Linked DNA regions of Mus musculus: regions 2, 3, 4, 5 and 6 are each linked to region 1. A link is a contact called in public Hi-C, HiChIP or PLAC-seq and promoter capture Hi-C data. All regions are on one chromosome and are shown on one strand. The core of a region is the stretch at or near the end of the contact, and the rest is flanking DNA. Distances in the headings are between cores, read along the strand shown.

Region 1 (2,721 bases), core at 149-2,648:
CCTCTGTGTGTGTGTGTGTGTGTGTGTGTGTGTGTGTGTGTGTGTGTGTGTGTGTGTGTGTGTCTTGCTGGAGCACTACTGTCAGTGTCTGTGGACAGAGCACTCAAGAGGATGGGGAAAAGGTGAGAGAAAAGGCAGGCTAGGAAGTTCCAGGATCAGGGAATGAGGGGCACAGCCCAGCATGGCAGAAGGGAAAAGGAAGATAGCGAGGGGGTCCGTAGAGCTCTGGCTACTAAGTAAGGCCTGGGACTTCTCAGCAAATGCAATCAACCTAGCATCCACCACTGCTTCCTGAAGAGGGGTCTCTTACCCCTCCCCCAGCCAGACATCACTGTCATCCCCATCACTCCGGCTACATGTGCACATTTAATATATAATCACAACACACATACGCCCACCTTACATATTTATATAAATCAACCAGAACACCCCCCTAGTCAGAGTTAACTCCTTAAGCACTCTGAACCCTGTTTCAAGCGCAGTCTGCTTATATTTTTCCCTCTCTGGAACAGAGAAATGCTCCTCCATTTCAGGCACTCATGCCTGCTGCTTGGAGTGCGCGGTGTGTGTGCACCTGTGTGTGTGCGCGCACACACACGAGAGAGAGAGAGAGAGAGAGAGAGAGAGAGAGAGAGAGAGAGAGAGAGAGAGAGAGAGAGAACACACTTCCACGGTGCCCCTCGCAGCATCAGATGAGGATGAAACCCCCTTTCCCAGACTGGCGACCCAAGTCTTCCTCCCTTCCTGGTGTTCCATTGCTAAGCACAACAGCTCCGACTGAGAATGGGTTGAGAAATCTCCCCTCCAAATAAAAAAAAAGAAAAAAGAAAAAGAAAAAAACGAAAAAGAAAATCCTGGCCAGATCCCCAAAGTCCCTCCCCAGCTGCCCCTCTCACTCACCTATCTGGATATTGTTGGGGAAATTGGCACCCACAACCGCACCTAGAAAACCGGTGCAGAAAAAGGCAAAGATGTACGGCATATTCCTTTTTACATTGGCGAAAAAGAAGCCCTGGTCCAACCATAGATTTGGTCTTCCCTCCCCTCCCTTTGATTCTTCTGGATGCTCTGCCGGCTCTTTTCTTCCTGCAATTCCTTGCTTGCTTCTTTCCTTCCTCCCTTCCTTCTGTGAGGTTTCTCTTGTTTCTCTTGGAAGGGGAGCCGAGCAGTTAAACTGCAGCGTTAACACCGACTGACAGCCAGATTAACTGAGCCGGGAGCAGCCCGTCCTCATGCTTGGAGCGCTAGCTCGCTCCCCCTCTCCCTCTGCTCTCCTCCTCTTCTCTAGCAGCCAGCCTCTCTCACCCTCCCGTTCTCTCTCTCTCTCTCTCTCTCTCTCTCTCTCTCTCTCTCTCTCTCTCTCTCTCTCTCTCTCTCTCTCTCTCTCTCTCTCTCCTCCTCTCCTCTCCTCTCCCCCTCACACTCTCACAGACTGCCAGCTCACTATGCTGATACCCAGGAGCCAGCTCGGAGTTCCTGCATTGGTCTCCCCAACCCATCACCCCTGCCTCTCCATCCTCACCTCACTTTTCCCCCTGTGGGTGCAGAGGATGGAGGGGAAGAAGGAGGGAGGGTGGAGGGTGCTTTCTCCAAAGGGGGCAACCCACTGTCCCCTTCACCTCCCCCACCTTCCTCTGCCTCTCTCTCTCTCTCTCTCTCTCTCTCTCTCTCTCTCTCTCTCTCTCTCTCCCTCCCCCTGCCAGGGGATAAGATGCTTTTGGGAATGCGGGTTCAATTGCAAGTCAGTAGGTGGCAGGGGGTCCCCACAATAGCCCTGGATTCACCAGCTGCTTGATCTAGGTCACTTTCTCTAGTAGTGCACGCACGGGTTGCGCTGGATATATCTTCTACACTCCACTGGCCCAATTATTCCTACAACTAATTCCCAAGGGGGAGACCCTAGAAATCCCTCTCCAGAAATTTAAAGGAAAGACTGTGAGAAAGGCATACAACAGTAGCTTCGGTGTGACTGGCCTGTGCTTGGACCTGGATGCTAGCAGCCCCTTCCATCTTTAGGAGAGGCACGGTGGCCTTTTTGCAACCATAGGTATTTGAACTTGTCCTCCCCCCTCCCCTTTTTTTTTCTTGCAGGGTGCAGGAATCTATAACAGCAGAGTTGTGTGGGTGGGTGAACAAGAAGATTCAGGGTACGCACACAGGGCAATTACATGAGTCATTTTGCGCTGATTCCAGTCGGAGGATGCAGGCTGCCTTCACTTATAACTCAGATTGTTTGTGTCCAGGAGAAGCTGGGCCTCTGTGGACCCTGCTGGACTGCAGCTGGCTCGGAGATACCCAAGAGAGATGTGTGCACAGAATGATGGCATGGGCTGTGGGGCAGCCATTGATAACAGCTAGGGCTATCTTCCTGGAGTCATCCGTCTGTCCTCCCACTCAGAAATGACCATGGCTCCTGGGATTCACTCATGAAGACACCCAGTGAGGCCTTGAACTTTTAAATATTGTTGCTATATTTTTAAGTGTGTGTGTGTGTGTGTGTGTGTGTGTGTGTGTGTGTGTGAATGCCATGACGTTTGAGTGGAGGTGAGAGGACAACTTGTGGGATTTGCTTCTCCTACCATGTGGGACCAGGGATTGAACCCCGGCCATCAGGCTTAGCAGCAGGTGTCTTTACTGGGCTCAGCCATCTCACTGGCCCTGGCCTTGTGGACTTAAAGGCTTTAGTTGTCGTGGGTAGACCCTCTGACCTGGATAAGATGC
Region 2 (2,721 bases), core at 117-2,616, 460 kb before region 1:
GTGGGAATGAGGTCTTTGTCACAGTGCAGATGCCAGTGACATACTCAGAAGGGCCTAAGCACCTGCTTCTGTGACAAGCACCCAGGAGTGATGATGTAGTCAGCGTGGGGACTCCATACTGAGGTTCACCTTGAAGATCAGTGGGTGTGACGGGAGAGACACTTTCATGGATCTCACAATTTAGTCATGGATTTAATGTTCATTCTTACTCCCAAACGAGGCAGTATTATTTGTTTTTTTTTTTTAAAAGGCCTTGTTTTTAATTGTATAAATGCACTTATATCTATAGGTGATATATGCATATTGAGTGCAATACCTGCAAAAATCAGAAGAGGGCGCCAGATTCTGTGTCCATGGTGTTACAGGGAATTGTGAGAGCCCTGATGTGGGTGCTGGGATCCGAACTAGGATCCTCAAACACTCTCAATCTTTGACATGCTCCTAACATTTCTCCAGCCCCTTGTCTTTTATTTTATATGAGCCCACAACCAAGACTTTGGAGATTTAAATAGACTTTTGTAGCAATGGAAGTTTTAAAGACTTGGGGGTGGGGGATTTTTTGGAATTGAATTGTATTTTATATTATGATTTTAACATGTTACTTTGGGGACAAGGGATGGAAAGTTATGGCTTAAAGTGACATGCTTGTGGGTCAAGTTGACAAAGGACAGATCATGCTGGTTAGTTTTTAACTGGTAACTTGACACAAAGTGGAGTCACCTGGGAAGAGAGTTTTAATGACTCTTATCTAGATGTTGACCTGTGGGCACGTCTCTGGGGACTGCCTAGATCATCTGATATAGGAAGACACAGTCTGTTGTGGGCGGCACCATTCCCTAAGCAGAGCAATCAAGCAAGGATCTGTGTGTTTATTCTCTCCCGCTCTCAACTGTGGGCGTAGTGCTTAAAGTTCCTGTCTTAACTTCCTCACAATAATTTAACCTGGAATCTTAAGCCAAATGAATTTTTTTTTGTCCCTAAGGTGCTTTTTATTGAATGTTTTATTACAACAGAAACAAAACTAGAATAGAAGTTTCCTGGACCAGAAAATGGTGGCCTGGGAAGCTAAGCAGTGTGCAACTGATATGTTTAAAAGTAGGGACATGAACCAGGGTTTCATACCTCTAGAATCCCAGTACATCCCTAAGCCTTTCCGTTGATCACACCCCCATCTCTGGGGCTCCGGTCTGTGTCCAGTCTTCTGGGATTAAAGGTTTATTTTTTTATCCGGGCCAGCTGGGAAGGCACCTTCTTGCAAAGCTCCTTTCTGGCCAGCAGGTGGCAGTGCTGCCCCAAGGATATGGCCTAGACGGCTAGCTAGAGCTGCTCCTAGTATCTTTTGTCTGCACAGGGGTCCGCTCTCCTCTCCGGAGCCTTCAATGTGCCTGCTGAGCTGGGGCTGCTCATTTCCTTTCTCTCCTGGCTGTAATGCCTCATAACTTCGGATCCTTAGAGCCATTTACGATAGATTCAGATGCAGCCTGCAGCTAGAGTTTCTAAGCACAATGCTTTTCTGAGTTAGGTGCGGTCCTCTTGCCTATCTGCTCAGAAGAGGAACCTTGGGGCTTCCAGAGGCTCGAGAGGTCATGGAACAGGGGAATGCCAAGGAGCAGGGGAAGAGGCAGAGCCTGGTAGGAGCCTAGCAGTTGTGGCGCTGGAATCCATAGATGGGAGGGATTCATTCTGAGGAAGTCGAGGCAGAGCCGGAAGGGGACCAGGGCTTGTAACTCTGGACCTTGTATAACTTGTTATCACCAGGGTCTGTGATAGGAAGTCCCCGCCTCCTTCCTACACCCCCCAGGTACTGGTTCCCCACAGAATGACTGACTCTTAAGTGTTGTGTTCAGCTCAGATATGGCTGTGCAAATCTTGCCCAGCCTGGCGTTCTGCTGGGACCAGAGACTTCCTTCTTCATGATGGAACTCTGTCACAACGCATGGTGACTCCTCGTGATAAGGGAGAAGTGGGGTGCCTTTAAGTAACACGAAGCCTTCCTTTCTCTGGGGGCAGCGGCGGCGGGGGGCGGGGGGGGGTTAAACCCAGTAGATGGGATACTAGGTGCTCAGTTACACAAAACCGCCACTTGGTCGATGGCCTCAGGGTTCCTGTCTCTCAAATTCGAAGAACGAAATTCATGGAGAAATGCTGAGTTTAGAAAGAGTCTTATTACGGATTCATGGGTAGGAACTTAAGAAAGGAGATGGAGTTACTTGACGGTAGGAGACCCGCACATGGGACACCATCCAGCTGATAGTCCAGTGCTGTTGCTTTTTTTGTTTTTGTTTTTAAATGTTTAATAGGATTTATGGCAGAGACTGGGTTAAGCCATGAAGAGGAGGATGAGCCGGTCACGTCAAGGTAATCGGGTGTCTGTTCTCTGCTTGGGGTGGTCAATTATCCATCATAGAAAGAGAAGAAAGAGATAACAGGACCAAGATGGCTACCCTCTGGCATTCCAGGCCTCCAGAAGACAGAACAGGACCAAGAAGAATGTTCGTGACTTCTGTCCAAAGACATAAATTAGGATAGTTTACTTTTGGGGTCCATGCCTTTGAAAACAATTTCCATCCTCTGACCTTATCCCTAGGAGGGACTGGCACAGATGGGTTCGGTTTGTACTTGTGACATGCATGTCTGAGCTACTTTGTCTCACCAGGCCTGGCACTAGATTTGGCTGCTGCGGGGCACTACCAGCAGGCTCTGCCTCCTTGGGTCCTCTAA
Region 3 (2,721 bases), core at 63-2,562, 400 kb before region 1:
CCCGTGACTGCCCGTGGCCTATAAGGTGAACACATTCGTGAGCCAAGCCTCCTTGCAATTTGAAGACACCACAGCTCTTCCGAGGTGGCGCTGGAGGCTGGACCCCATTTTACGTCACGGCCAGAAAGATTCAAGTCTTTTACATGCATTTATCTATTTATGTGCACATCTGTGGTGAGAAAGTGCCAAGGAAGGCCGTCTGAATGCCAGGGCCCCCAACGGCTGGCCTTACCAGACACAGGAGGGCTCCGTGGTGGGCTCACACACTCACTAACTCTTCAGCAAATCAGTCCTCCATCACTTAGCTCACAGAGAGACCCTGGGTGGACCTAGTGCCCTTCCTTAAGTCTCTGTGGAAGGATTAGAACAGGTGATAGTCAAAGGTTCTGCCTCTAATCTAGACTTCAGGAAGATGAAAACTAAGGCAGGAGGATAGCTACGTTGTAGCCACTCTGAGCTACCTAGTATTTTGCAAAGAAAGGAAAAAAAAAGAAAGGAAAAAGGAAAGAGAGAAAAGAGGTCGTCGGGATAGCTCAGTGGTTTAGTTATTTGTCGCTAAGCCTGACAGCCCAAGTTCAGAGCCTAAAGCCCAGTGGCAGGTACAAGGGGAGAACAGCCTCTGGAAAGTGCCTTCTGCCTTCTACCCATGTACCGTGGCTTGTGCTGACACACACACACACACACACACACACACACACACACACACACACACACACACACACTCAGTAAATATACAGAAGAATAAGGAAGGGAAGGTATAACTGAGACAGCGTGCTGAGCTTCCAGAGGCTTCTGCACCAGCATAAAAGCAGCTCCTTTGTACTTGCCGATCGCCCATGCTCTAAATCCAGGAGCAGAGGAGTTGGAGCCTGCAGCAAGCTGCCCCTGAGAATGTCCCTGACCCTGCACTGAACACCGCAAGTCCAGAGGACTTCTCAGGCCCGGCAGTCTTGCCTGAGGACCTTGCTTCTTGTTTTGGTGGTATCTTCAGAAGGGGGATGGCAGTGTGGGACAGATCTTGGAGGTTGTCACAGTCCTGGTCAGTAGTTTTAATGTTTGTCCTCTCTCCCTGTTTTCTATTTGTTCTGTGATGACCCGAGCTTATTAAGGCAGTGGGTGGGTTTTCCACAGGCTGGTCTCAGAGGTCCTGAGGAGGGATTTTAATTGCCTGACTCCACATTGAGGGTGTTAACATTTATTAATGTCAGCTCTACTGATTGCCTTTTAACAAGGCAGCCACTGTGTGCAGGAGATAACGCTAGGTTCAGTCCTGTGGGGCCTCAGAGGCTGCTTAGAATAATCCGGTCCAGGGAAACAGAAAGGCTGCCAGTGCGGTGGGGGATGGAGATGCAGGCTGGGCTCTGGACTGGTTGTATGTGGGTGGCTGTACCGATGGAGATCCGGCATGATGATTAACTGAGGAGAACTTCAGTGATGTGTAAAGATTGGAATGTTGCAAGTCCACGGCCTAATTATCTAGCCACATCTCTAACCAAGAGCCACTTTTTGCTCACCTTTGCAGGTGAGCGAACATCTTTGCGGCCACTAGGTAACACCAACCAAAAGGCTATCTAATAGCATCCGCTATCGCTTTCCTGCTTTGCTGTAGCCCGTCCACCAGATGATCCCTCCAAAGCATTTGAAAAGTGTTTTGATTTATGACTTTTCATGACTTTCTTTGTTCTGTTCTATAAGAACTTCATCAAACAGTTACTATGTTAGAATGTAGCATTTGGGGCAAACTCGGGTCTGTGTTCCCTGAGTGTGGTCACTCCTATTTGGTTCAAGAACAAATTATCTCTTATTCCTTTCAGGCTAAGAGCTGTTCTTTTGTGTTCAGAAAACCAGATGGGAGTTAGGCTCCTGCCTCAGGCTTTTCAACTGTGTCCTTGTTATTACAGAGTGGTGAGGGAAAAAAAATCTCTCTAAAACAAACAACCTTGCCTCAAGTATCTTGTTATAGTAACAAAAATAACAAAAGACCATTATAGACTTGAGTCTTTCTTGTTCTTGCCTGGACTTTGTGTATGGACACTGAGTTGGTTGTCATATCAAGTTCAAGCTCCTTGGCCCAGGGGCCTGAACCTCCGTGCCCCCAGGAGCTGAGCCCACCTTTCCTATCTTTCAAGTTGTCTCTGGCCTTCTCAGTTCAGCTAGCACAACCGCCTCTGATTTCCCAATTCCTTTCAAGAGTCAGCCCTGGCTACCCCTTTTCTCTAGCACCTTCCCCAACTTCCTGAGTAGCTCATTCTTGCTGTCTCCTGTCCCTCTGGTCACTCTGGCTCAGGATTTTCGTGTTTCCAGATACCTGTTCTAAGGACAAAAAATACCCCTTTGGTAGGAAATATTGGGAGAAAGAGACAGACAATCATGGGAAAGTAACAGATGCGGTAAGGCTGTGGCATGCCACAGGCTACTGGCAGTGCTGGATTTGCTGAGACAGCTACTGTTGCTGTGATAAAATACCATGGCCAAAGCAACCTGTGGAGAAAAAAAAATTATTTTGGCTCATGTTTAGAGTCCAGCATGGTAGGGAAGGCATAGTATAGTTACAGAAACAGGAAGGTGGCTGATCATATTTTCATCCATACATAGGAAGCAGAGAAGGAGGAACAGGAAGTGGGTCCAAGCTATAAGTCCTTAAAGCCCACCCCCAGTGATACACTTCCTCCGGCGAGGTTCTGCCTCCTTAAGGTTCCATAACCTCCCCAAACAGTGCTA
Region 4 (2,721 bases), core at 157-2,656, 380 kb after region 1:
AAGTATGTCACTGAAGGTGGGGTTAAGGGTTTAAAGCTTTGTCACTTCCAAATTGCTCTCTGCTTCATGCTTATGGTTCCAAATGTAAGATCTCAGCTTTCCTGCTCCTGTTACCATGCCTACATCCCATGGCCATGTCTCTGAACCATGATAGACTCTGATACCCTGGAGTCATAAACCAAAACAATCTCTTCTTTCTGTAAGTTGCCTTGGTCATACGGTTTCATCACAGCAGCAGAAAATTAACTAAAAATTCTGCTACTCTCCTTCTTATCTATTGAGGCTTGGGGCCCATGTTAATGGTCCTGGGTACCTCCTGCTCAGTTGTTAAGAAGACACTGAAGGTTGTCCCCACAGAAAGTTTCTGCTTTGATCCACCTCCTGTCAAATGGCTAGTGCAGATTTATCTTCCCAGCATTTCAGAGCTCTTGTCTTCATAGAGAAAAATTAGGCTGCACTCCACAAATGCACAAAGCTGAACCCATTTCACTATTTCACTCCTCCTCATTCCCTAGACCAAATATTGCCATTTCCTCAATAGAACTACTTAATTTTTATTGTTTCAGATAAACAGCAGTGGATATAAGAGGTGCAGAAGTTTAAAAAGACATAATTCCTTAGGGAGTTTGTGTTTTAATAGAGAGATGGGCAATAAACGTATAAGTGTCAAGACAATGATCTCATTATTATTTTGAGAAGTATGATAAAGATGCTAACACAGTTCTGAAGGTCTAGAATGGTCAGCTTTGATACATGCTACTGAAAACATGATAGGGGTGGATTTGAGAACTGGAAATATAGCTCAGTGCTAGAGTACTTGACTATGGTGTATAAGGCCCTGTATTCAAGTTCAAGCACAAAAACCAAAATATGTATATGAGGTAAGAAGACTAAAGAGACACAATAATGTTGGATTAAGGCTTGAACTTGTAGGGATTAGAAAAAAGAGAGTACAGCTGGCCTTGGATTTTATGGTGATGGAGAAAAAGAAGTTAGAGTCACAAGGAAAGGCTCTGTTTGATAGCAGGCAGAGATTGAAAAGTAAATTCTTAAGATTCCTGATGTCCCATCAATGCTGCTAAAGGCCACCTGGGAATGGAAGGCTGATTACCTGAAAGACCAGTGGGGAGGAATCTGAGAAACAATTCATCACTGCAGCACAGCTTTGATGCTCTTCCCTGTCAGCTATGGGAACACAGTGAGCACACCATTCACTGGAGATTGAGGAATGCTATATTCCTAGACATTCTGTGCTAGTTATCCCAACGGGAGCAAGATTCCAAAAGCTGATCAAAAAGAAATGTGCATTTAAAAATATAGGGATAAACTGCATGAGCAGCTGGAGAGAAAGTTTGAGTTTCCATGGAAACCTCTCCTAAAATGTCTCCCTCCAGCAGTGGAGCCAACTTCCCAAATGCTGAGGAGGAGAAAGAGTGTATGGGCCAAGGGCCAAGTAAGTCCCCAATGGGCTATCACACAGGGTGCCACAAGGATGCCATCGTGAGAAGTCCATGATGGGGAAGGGTGTGTCTGTCTGACATTTCTCTCTTCAGGTGATTAGATGAGTAGAGATGAGGCAATAACCAGCACCAGGGGTCCAAGGCAAGGATGACCAAGGTGAAATTGCATTCAACAGCAAACTAAACTAGGCAGGCTGGGGAAACAGCTCAGTTGGCAACGTTCTTACAGTTGCTAGGAGCCATGTAAAAAGCTGAGCAAGGTATGTGTTTTTAATCCAAGAGTTGGAATAGCAGGCCTGGTAGGTCTCTGGAGCTTGCAGACCAGCAACTCCAGTCTGCATTAGCAAGTTCTGTATATTTTCTTTGAGACCCTGCCTCAAAACGAACAAACAAACAAACAAAACAGACAAGCTGAACAGCTCCTAAGGAACACCACTAGAGGTTGACTTCTGGCTTACACACACACACACACACACACACACACACAGATTGAGAGAGAGAGAGAGAGAGAGAGAGAGAGAGAGAGAGAGAGAGAGAGAGAGAGAGAGACAGAGAGAGAGACAGAGACAGAGAGACAGAGAGAGACAGAGAGAGACAGAGACAGACAGAGACAGACAGAGACAGAGACAGAGACAGAGACAGAGACAGAGGAATTAAAAGAGGAGCCATCCTTAGAGCTTTAAAAAGTACTGATATACGACTTGGTGTAAACAGTGTGCTTGGAGCCTATCTGGATTAAAGCCCTCCCTAACTCTTCATCGTCTTCTTTGGCATCATAAGATCACGTGTTCCCTCATGCTCAGTTTCCCTGTCCTCTCTGCATCATAAACATCAAGATGATTCTTTCGGAGGATTTGTTCTCCTTTCCCTGTTTTTCCTTTGCATAGGTACCTGTGTGTTTCTGACAGCTGTGTAGATGGCTCCTCCTCTTTCATCTGCCAGGACCATTACTTACTCTCTGGATCCCATGCCTTACTCTGTCTCTCCTACCCCTGATTATCTTTCTTCAGCCACCTGGTTAGCTCACCCAGACCATCTACTACATGCCACTTTTATTTATTGGTGGTCTGTTGACAGGCTTCCTGAGAACTTAAGCTCCTGGAGAGCCAAGGGAGCCAGCCTGTGCAGAGCCTCACATCTGAGAAAGGCAGCCAGAACAGGGAAAACACTCAAGTGGTGTTGAATGGATGGTCCTGGTTCCTGTGTTAGAGCCATTATTGAACTGACAATAGGACCCACACTTGACATAGGCTGTTATAAT
Region 5 (2,721 bases), core at 147-2,646, 260 kb before region 1:
CTTACTAAAATTTATTTTTGTGAGACTATTTCACATGAGATTTACTTGTGGAACACAATTTTAAGTGTGCAATATATCGACATTGCTTGTTTATATGAGGTTGTAAAAAGGAGCTCATAGCTTATCCATCTGGCTTGACTGGAAGTCGACACCCAGTGATGACACCTGGGATGGAGAGATAGCTCAGCAGTTAAGAACGCTTACTGTTTTTCCAGAGGAAAGGGTTTTAGTTCCCAGCACCCACATGACACAGGGCAGTTCACAACCATCAGTAGGTATGCATGTTGGTCACAGACATTCACACAGGCAAAACACTCATACACAGAAAATAAAAAGAATAAATGTAAACCAGAATATATCTACACATTTCTTTTTCACTCCACATGAATGTCCATGATGGTTAATCACAATTGTTAACTTGATTGGCTCTAGAATCACTTGGAAGATGAGCTGGGCATATGGCGATGTCCTTAGGAGATTATCTGATTAGTTTAATTTAGGTGGGAAGTACCCATCATGAGTAGCTCCCTTCCCTGTGCTAGAATCCTGGACAATATCAAAAGGAGAAGCTGAATTAAACATTAGCATTCAGTGCTTTCTGCTTTCTGATTGTGGAAGCAGTGTGACCAGATACCTCTGTAACTTCCCCACCATGATTGAATTGAACCTCAATGGGCCCAAATCAACTATTTCTCCTGTGAATTCTGCCAAGGTATTTTATTGTAGTAATAGGGAAAACAGCCAAGACACTGACATTCATTCCTCCAGTCTGTGAATTTGACTTTTCCAAAGATATTATTTGATATTTGCACTTTGCCTGGTTTAATTTCATTTGGCAATGTCCCCAGGGTTCCCCCTTGATGCCACAGAGACTTTTGAAGGCTAAAAGGCACTCCTGTGAGCATGCAGACAAGATGTGCTTATCCACTCATTGATCAATGTACGTTTTGGTTATTCCCACATCTTAGCTATTACAGTTGGTGTTACAGTAGACATAGAGGTTCGGGCATCTCTCCAGTTCCTGAGAATACTCTGGGATAAGTACCGAGCACTGGATTGCTGCCTTGCACGGCAGTTCTCTGAGTTCGTGACGACTCTTTATACTTGTCTCCATAGGCTCTGTGTCACTGTTCGTTCTCACTAAGTCTACAAGAATGCCATGTTCCTCACTGTCTGCACAGAACATGCCTTTCGGTACACTTCCTACTCTTGTCAAGTGTCTGTGATGGGTGGGTGCATTGGGGAACTTAGAGAAGCCCACATCTGAAACATTCCCTGCTTCCCAGCTGATCTTCTGTCTTTCCGAATCTTCCTCTATTGCATGCTGCTGCCTGCCTGATTCTGCTAACAGCCTGGCATGTAGCAAGCTCTGTTCAGTCCCACACTGGTGCTTTCAGTCTGTGCTACGCCTAGGTCTGCTTCCAGCCCTCCGTTCCACCTCCTCCCCATCTGTGACTACCCTCTCTGCACTGCACAAGTAGATCCCAAGTAACTAGAAAAAGAATGGATTCTTTTAAGTTTGACTCCTCTGAAGTTCCTAAGGTTAGGCACTCAGCAAATATTTTTGGGTTTGCACACAAAACTGAAAACTGCAGGTGCCAAACTCTCTCTGCTTATATTCCACATGCATTCCCCAAACAGCAGTGTCATTAGGAATTGGCATGGTTTGCTAGTTTATTACAGGCAGCATTAGCTCACTATTAGTATATTTACATTTGTGTTTATATAACGTGTGTGTGTGTGTGTGTGTGTGTATGTGTGTGTGCATGTGTATACATATTTGTCTATGTGTGTAGAGGCAAGTTGCTTCCCACCTTGAGTTTGGAGACAGCGTTTCTCCCTGTACCTTGAATTGACCAACCGCCCTGGCTGGCCAGGAAGCCCACTAGGATCCTCCTGAACAATCCCCCTAGCCTCCCATCAGGAAGGTTAAAAACATCATCAACAATATGCTTTACACATCACTTTGAAAATGAGCAAAGTAATTTCATTGACTGTTTTTCTTTTTTCTTTGAGAACATCCTCCTTCTCTACATGACTAACACTAAACTGAAAGTTGTAATTAGCAGTCAGGAAAGCATACGCTTTTAAAGTGATAGCAGATTAGATAGGGCTTTTCTAGAGATGTCATAAAACTTCTTCCCTTGAGGGTGGACATGGGTCTCACTGGTTGGTTATTGATACGGAAGTAATGCCATTGGGAAGGAAGTTATAGTTCAAGGTCCTTCCTGGCCTCAGGTTTTAAGCGAGCCACTTGCCATTGCTGCATGTATAAACTGACCAAGTTGAGTCTCCAAGTAGCCTGCCTAGTAGCTAATGCTTTGGGTTTTGTGAACAACCCCAAAGCTGAACTTGGCTGGAGTAGGATCCCAACCTGTCTTTAGCCACAGGGGTTCAGGGGTCAACGGCTGGGCAGATTCGTTGCTGGCATTGATGTTGCTGACATTGACATTGCTCAACCGTTGGTTATCAAGGGCCCTCAACACTGAGCGATAGCAATCATTTATCTCTGCTTCCTGACCATAGATGCAAGGTAACCAGATGTCCCGAATTCCTTCCATCACAACCATGAGGGACTGTACCCTCAAACAGTGAGCCCAAACAACCCCCCCCCCCGCTTTGCTTTTTTGGAGGGTCAGATAATTTGTCACACAAATGAGGAAAGCAACTAAGACTAAGACACTGGAGGATAATGAGCGGCCAGACTCCTTCATTGTAATG
Region 6 (2,721 bases), core at 127-2,626, 260 kb after region 1:
AAAAGTCTTTTAAAACCAGCATTAAATAAAAAGACATATCAATCGTATGGATAAATTTAACTGTACCTTTCAACTAGCAGCAGCAAAACCAGAAACAAAATTCTGAGTAGTTAATAAAAGAGAGAGGAAAATGCTATTGGCTCCAGAAAGACATCTTTCAGAGAGCCAAGGGATAGAGAAAGGATGGAAGGACTGAGCAAAGGAAAAAAAATATTATGAGTGGCATCTGAAAATCAAACTGTAAAGGTGCTAAGGAAAGTGAAGGCCATGCCAGAGGCTCCACTTTTGGGCAAAAACATGTCCGTTATTCACATCTCTCTGCTCAGAGCACAATGCTGACCTTTCAATCCCATTGCTTGATTCTTTCACCAAGAGATCAATTTTCAATCTGATCAAGTTTACTTCTTCTTTTCTTTTGTGTGCATGTGGTGTTTATGCGTGTGTGGAAGTGTGTATATGTACGTATTGTGTGTGTGCGTGTGTGCGCGCGCGTGTGTGTGTTTGTAGTGTGTGTGTTTGTGAAGGTGTCTATAGAGGCCATCAGAACAGGAGTTAGCGCGCGTGTGTGTGTTTGTAGTGTGTGTGTTTGTGAAGGTGTCTATAGAGGCCATCAGAACAGGAGTTAGAGACTGTTGGTTGTGAGCACCAAACTCAGTAGTCTGGAAAGACCAACATTATTTGGAAATAAATAAGTAAGTAAATAAAAACTAAACCCTCAAAAATGTGTTACTCTAATTCCAGGAGGCTTTGCAGGACATAGTACACAGGTGTTGTTGTTGTTGTTGTTATTGTTGTTGTTGTTGATGATGATGATGATGATGATGATCAAGTGAAGTGGAGGCACAGAGAAGTGACCGCCTTGTTCACTTACTGAGGTCTTCCCTGTAATGTAAATGAGAAACCCCAGAGAGTTGGAAGCTGCCTCTCTCATTCATCCTTCGGTGACATCACAAGACAAGCTGGTAACTTTTGGTTTGATGGGATGACATAATTGTGCTTTATTTTTACAAAGCCCTTCCTTCCTGAGACTGACATAAGACATATTCATGGATGAAATGATAGATATTCGATACATCTTGACTTCTAAAGAAGATGAAGTAGGGAAAATAAGTAAAAGAAGATGGGCCGTGAATTGCAAAATGTTAATGCTTTGTAATAGATATAAAAGAGTTCATAACACTGTTCTATTTTTGTATGTATTTGAAGCTTTTCATCACATAAAAATTGGTAAAAATTTATGTAGCTAAAACCAGAACCCAACTCTCAAAGTGGTCAGCTGACAATGTCTAACTGAATTGGAAGGAAGCACGGGCCGCCTGTGTCCCATGTTGGAGGACACCCCCATCTTCCCTAACAAAGGCAGCATGCTACCAGGGCCCTGCGTTCCCCTGTTTGGTTCTTTCTGCATTTCTAGACATTCATTCAGCTCCAAGTCACACAGCTGCTGATATTGTAAAAATGTTGCTAAGCAACATGTTAATGGGGAGAAAACACTCCTTAAAACATTAGGGGTTTTGTCTTTTAAAATGTACCAGTTCAGCATATCATACCTCCCACAGCTCAATTTAACAGGAGGAAAAATACCAACTCTCTGAATGTAATTCCTTTTCTTCCATCTTCCTGACTGGATCCAAATCTAATAAGAGTAAGAAATGCACCATGGTGATGACCCAAAATCACCCACATCCCTGTGGTCATTTGGTGGTTTGCATGTAGAACAGCAGTTCCCTAGGAACTAAGACCTAGGATGGGGCTTGGTGAGGACAATGAGACCAGGAAGAGGAGTAAGGTGAGAGATGCTTTCATTTTCTCCCCTGTACTTTTGTCCAGAGCATAAGAGCCTGCTGTAGCTTTCAAGGCTCTAGAACTTGGATGGGTCGAGTCACCTATTAAGCCTCAGTTTCTTTTCTAGTAACTCAGAATATTTGACTGAATATTCATGGAGAGAGAGAGAGAAAGAGAGAGAGAGAGAGAGAGAGAGAGAGAGAGAGAGAGAGAGAGAACATGTGATCATGTGTAGATACATCTCTCTGTGTGGGTACATATACTAGTGTGTATGTGAGATGGGAGCCAGAGGTCTACCTTGGGTGTCACTCCTCAAGAGCTGTCCCCTTGTTTTGTGAGACAGGTTCTATCACTATCCTGGAACTTGATAGTTAGGCTGAATTACATAGACAGGAAACCTTAAAGATCCAGCTTCCCCACCCCTAATGCTGGGACTAAGGGTGCATCACTAATCCAGGCTTTTTCAAATGAGATTTGAATATCGAACACAGATCTCATGCTTGTCCAGCAAGGACTTTACTAACTGAGCCATCTCCCCAGACCCTGAAAGGCATTCCTAATTCCAAGAGTTATGTCTACAAGGGATCCCACAAGGTCAGAGCATTCTTGTGTGCTTTCTTTGGGTAGCATGGGGGGTGGTTAGCTTCTGCTTTCTGAGGCCTGGGGAGGATGCTTGAGCATTTGACAGGTGCCCAGGTGCTGTTTTGATGGACAGGAGGAAGAGACAGGTACAAGGCTCTCCAAGCCAAATGAGCAGAACAATGAGCAGACTCTGACCCAGGAGACTGACACAGCCGTCATTCAGAGGCAAGCTTCTGTGGCAAGGCCCGGGGCTCAGAACTTGGTGGTGTGTGCGCTCTAGGTGTGAAGCTTCCAGCTCTCACCTCTGAGTGTGAAGTGTGGGCAGTTTTGAGAAGACAGAATGAGATAATGTTG

What was found. Promoter capture Hi-C pulls out the DNA fragments that hold promoters and counts their contacts. A called contact is a pair of places that touch in the nucleus more often than the background predicts. HiChIP or PLAC-seq counts read pairs in DNA pulled down with a chosen protein or histone mark.
Region 2: a contact with region 1 is called in an H3K4me3 HiChIP or PLAC-seq map of forebrain, with 9 times the contacts expected there. The contact joins the enhancer-like site here to the promoter of Gria1 in region 1. A contact is called at or near these places in 7 of 39 promoter capture datasets (the 3T3-L1 cell line, cranial neural crest, embryonic stem cells and 3 more), 1 of 15 datasets of contacts at CTCF or cohesin (the NIH/3T3 cell line), 40 of 484 Hi-C or Micro-C datasets (the AML12 cell line, LSK cells, MC3T3-E1-derived osteoblasts and 23 more), 7 of 115 datasets of contacts at active chromatin or transcription factors (PVALB interneurons, VIP interneurons, astrocytes and 4 more) and 1 of 9 other capture datasets (liver).
Region 3: a contact with region 1 is called in an H3K4me3 HiChIP or PLAC-seq map of forebrain, with 5 times the contacts expected there. The contact joins the enhancer-like site here to the promoter of Gria1 in region 1. A contact is called at or near these places in 3 of 39 promoter capture datasets (cranial neural crest, embryonic stem cells and hippocampal neurons), 3 of 484 Hi-C or Micro-C datasets (cerebral cortex, hippocampal excitatory neurons and ventral hippocampal neurons) and 2 of 115 datasets of contacts at active chromatin or transcription factors (embryonic hindbrain and forebrain).
Region 4: a contact with region 1 is called in an H3K27ac HiChIP or PLAC-seq map of SST interneurons, with 4 times the contacts expected there. The contact joins the enhancer-like site here to the promoter of Gria1 in region 1. A contact is called at or near these places in 2 of 39 promoter capture datasets (embryonic stem cells and hippocampal neurons), 5 of 484 Hi-C or Micro-C datasets (cerebral cortex, cortical neurons and forebrain) and 3 of 115 datasets of contacts at active chromatin or transcription factors (SST interneurons, forebrain and neural progenitor cells).
Region 5: a Hi-C map of cerebral cortex shows a contact between it and region 1, with 3 times the contacts expected there. The contact joins the enhancer-like site here to the promoter of Gria1 in region 1. A contact is called at or near these places in 6 of 39 promoter capture datasets (the 3T3-L1 cell line, cranial neural crest, embryonic stem cells and 2 more), 3 of 484 Hi-C or Micro-C datasets (cerebral cortex, forebrain and nephron progenitors), 1 of 115 datasets of contacts at active chromatin or transcription factors (forebrain) and 3 of 9 other capture datasets (adipose tissue, liver and pancreatic islet).
Region 6: a promoter capture Hi-C map of hippocampal neurons shows a contact between it and region 1, with 6 times the contacts expected there. The contact joins the enhancer-like site here to the promoter of Gria1 in region 1. A contact is called at or near these places in 1 of 39 promoter capture datasets (hippocampal neurons), 5 of 484 Hi-C or Micro-C datasets (cerebral cortex, cortical neurons, embryonic fibroblasts and 2 more), 3 of 115 datasets of contacts at active chromatin or transcription factors (forebrain, heart atrium and neural progenitor cells) and 1 of 9 other capture datasets (adipose tissue).

What each region holds. Positions count from the first base shown.
Region 1 is chr11:57,010,295-57,013,015 of GRCm38.p6, reverse strand. Gria1 (glutamate receptor, ionotropic, AMPA1 (alpha 1)) reads right to left here and starts at 1,398. Exons shown (of 16, transcript NM_001113325.2): 1 at 901-1,398. The coding sequence starts at 982.
Region 2 is chr11:57,466,521-57,469,241 of GRCm38.p6, reverse strand. No RefSeq gene overlaps it. Among named protein-coding and RNA genes, the nearest start is that of Fam114a2, 51 kb to the left of the region's middle. Within about 2 kb of position 1,366, at least 29 of the 459 cell types and tissues checked have an H3K27ac peak or open chromatin away from gene starts, as enhancers often do. A contact at or near this core is called in brain, cortical neurons, embryonic basal ganglia and 1 more, where this site is marked.
Region 3 is chr11:57,413,507-57,416,227 of GRCm38.p6, reverse strand. No RefSeq gene overlaps it. Among named protein-coding and RNA genes, the nearest start is that of Fam114a2, 100 kb to the left of the region's middle. Within about 2 kb of position 1,312, at least 11 of the 459 cell types and tissues checked have an H3K27ac peak or open chromatin away from gene starts, as enhancers often do. A contact at or near this core is called in forebrain, hippocampal neurons and ventral hippocampal neurons, where this site is marked.
Region 4 is chr11:56,632,311-56,635,031 of GRCm38.p6, reverse strand. The region is part of intron 5 of Gm46261 (a long non-coding RNA gene); the gene reads left to right. Among named protein-coding and RNA genes, the nearest start is that of Gm32649, 10 kb to the right of the region's middle. Within about 2 kb of position 1,406, at least 1 of the 459 cell types and tissues checked has an H3K27ac peak or open chromatin away from gene starts, as enhancers often do. A contact at or near this core is called in SST interneurons, where this site is marked.
Region 5 is chr11:57,270,431-57,273,151 of GRCm38.p6, reverse strand. The region is part of intron 11 of Gria1 (glutamate receptor, ionotropic, AMPA1 (alpha 1)); the gene reads right to left. Among named protein-coding and RNA genes, the nearest start is that of Fam114a2, 250 kb to the left of the region's middle. Within about 2 kb of position 1,396, at least 18 of the 459 cell types and tissues checked have an H3K27ac peak or open chromatin away from gene starts, as enhancers often do. A contact at or near this core is called in cerebral cortex, where this site is marked.
Region 6 is chr11:56,752,641-56,755,361 of GRCm38.p6, reverse strand. No RefSeq gene overlaps it. Among named protein-coding and RNA genes, the nearest start is that of Gm39826, 27 kb to the right of the region's middle. Within about 2 kb of position 1,376, at least 27 of the 459 cell types and tissues checked have an H3K27ac peak or open chromatin away from gene starts, as enhancers often do. A contact at or near this core is called in cerebral cortex, cortical neurons, forebrain and 3 more, where this site is marked.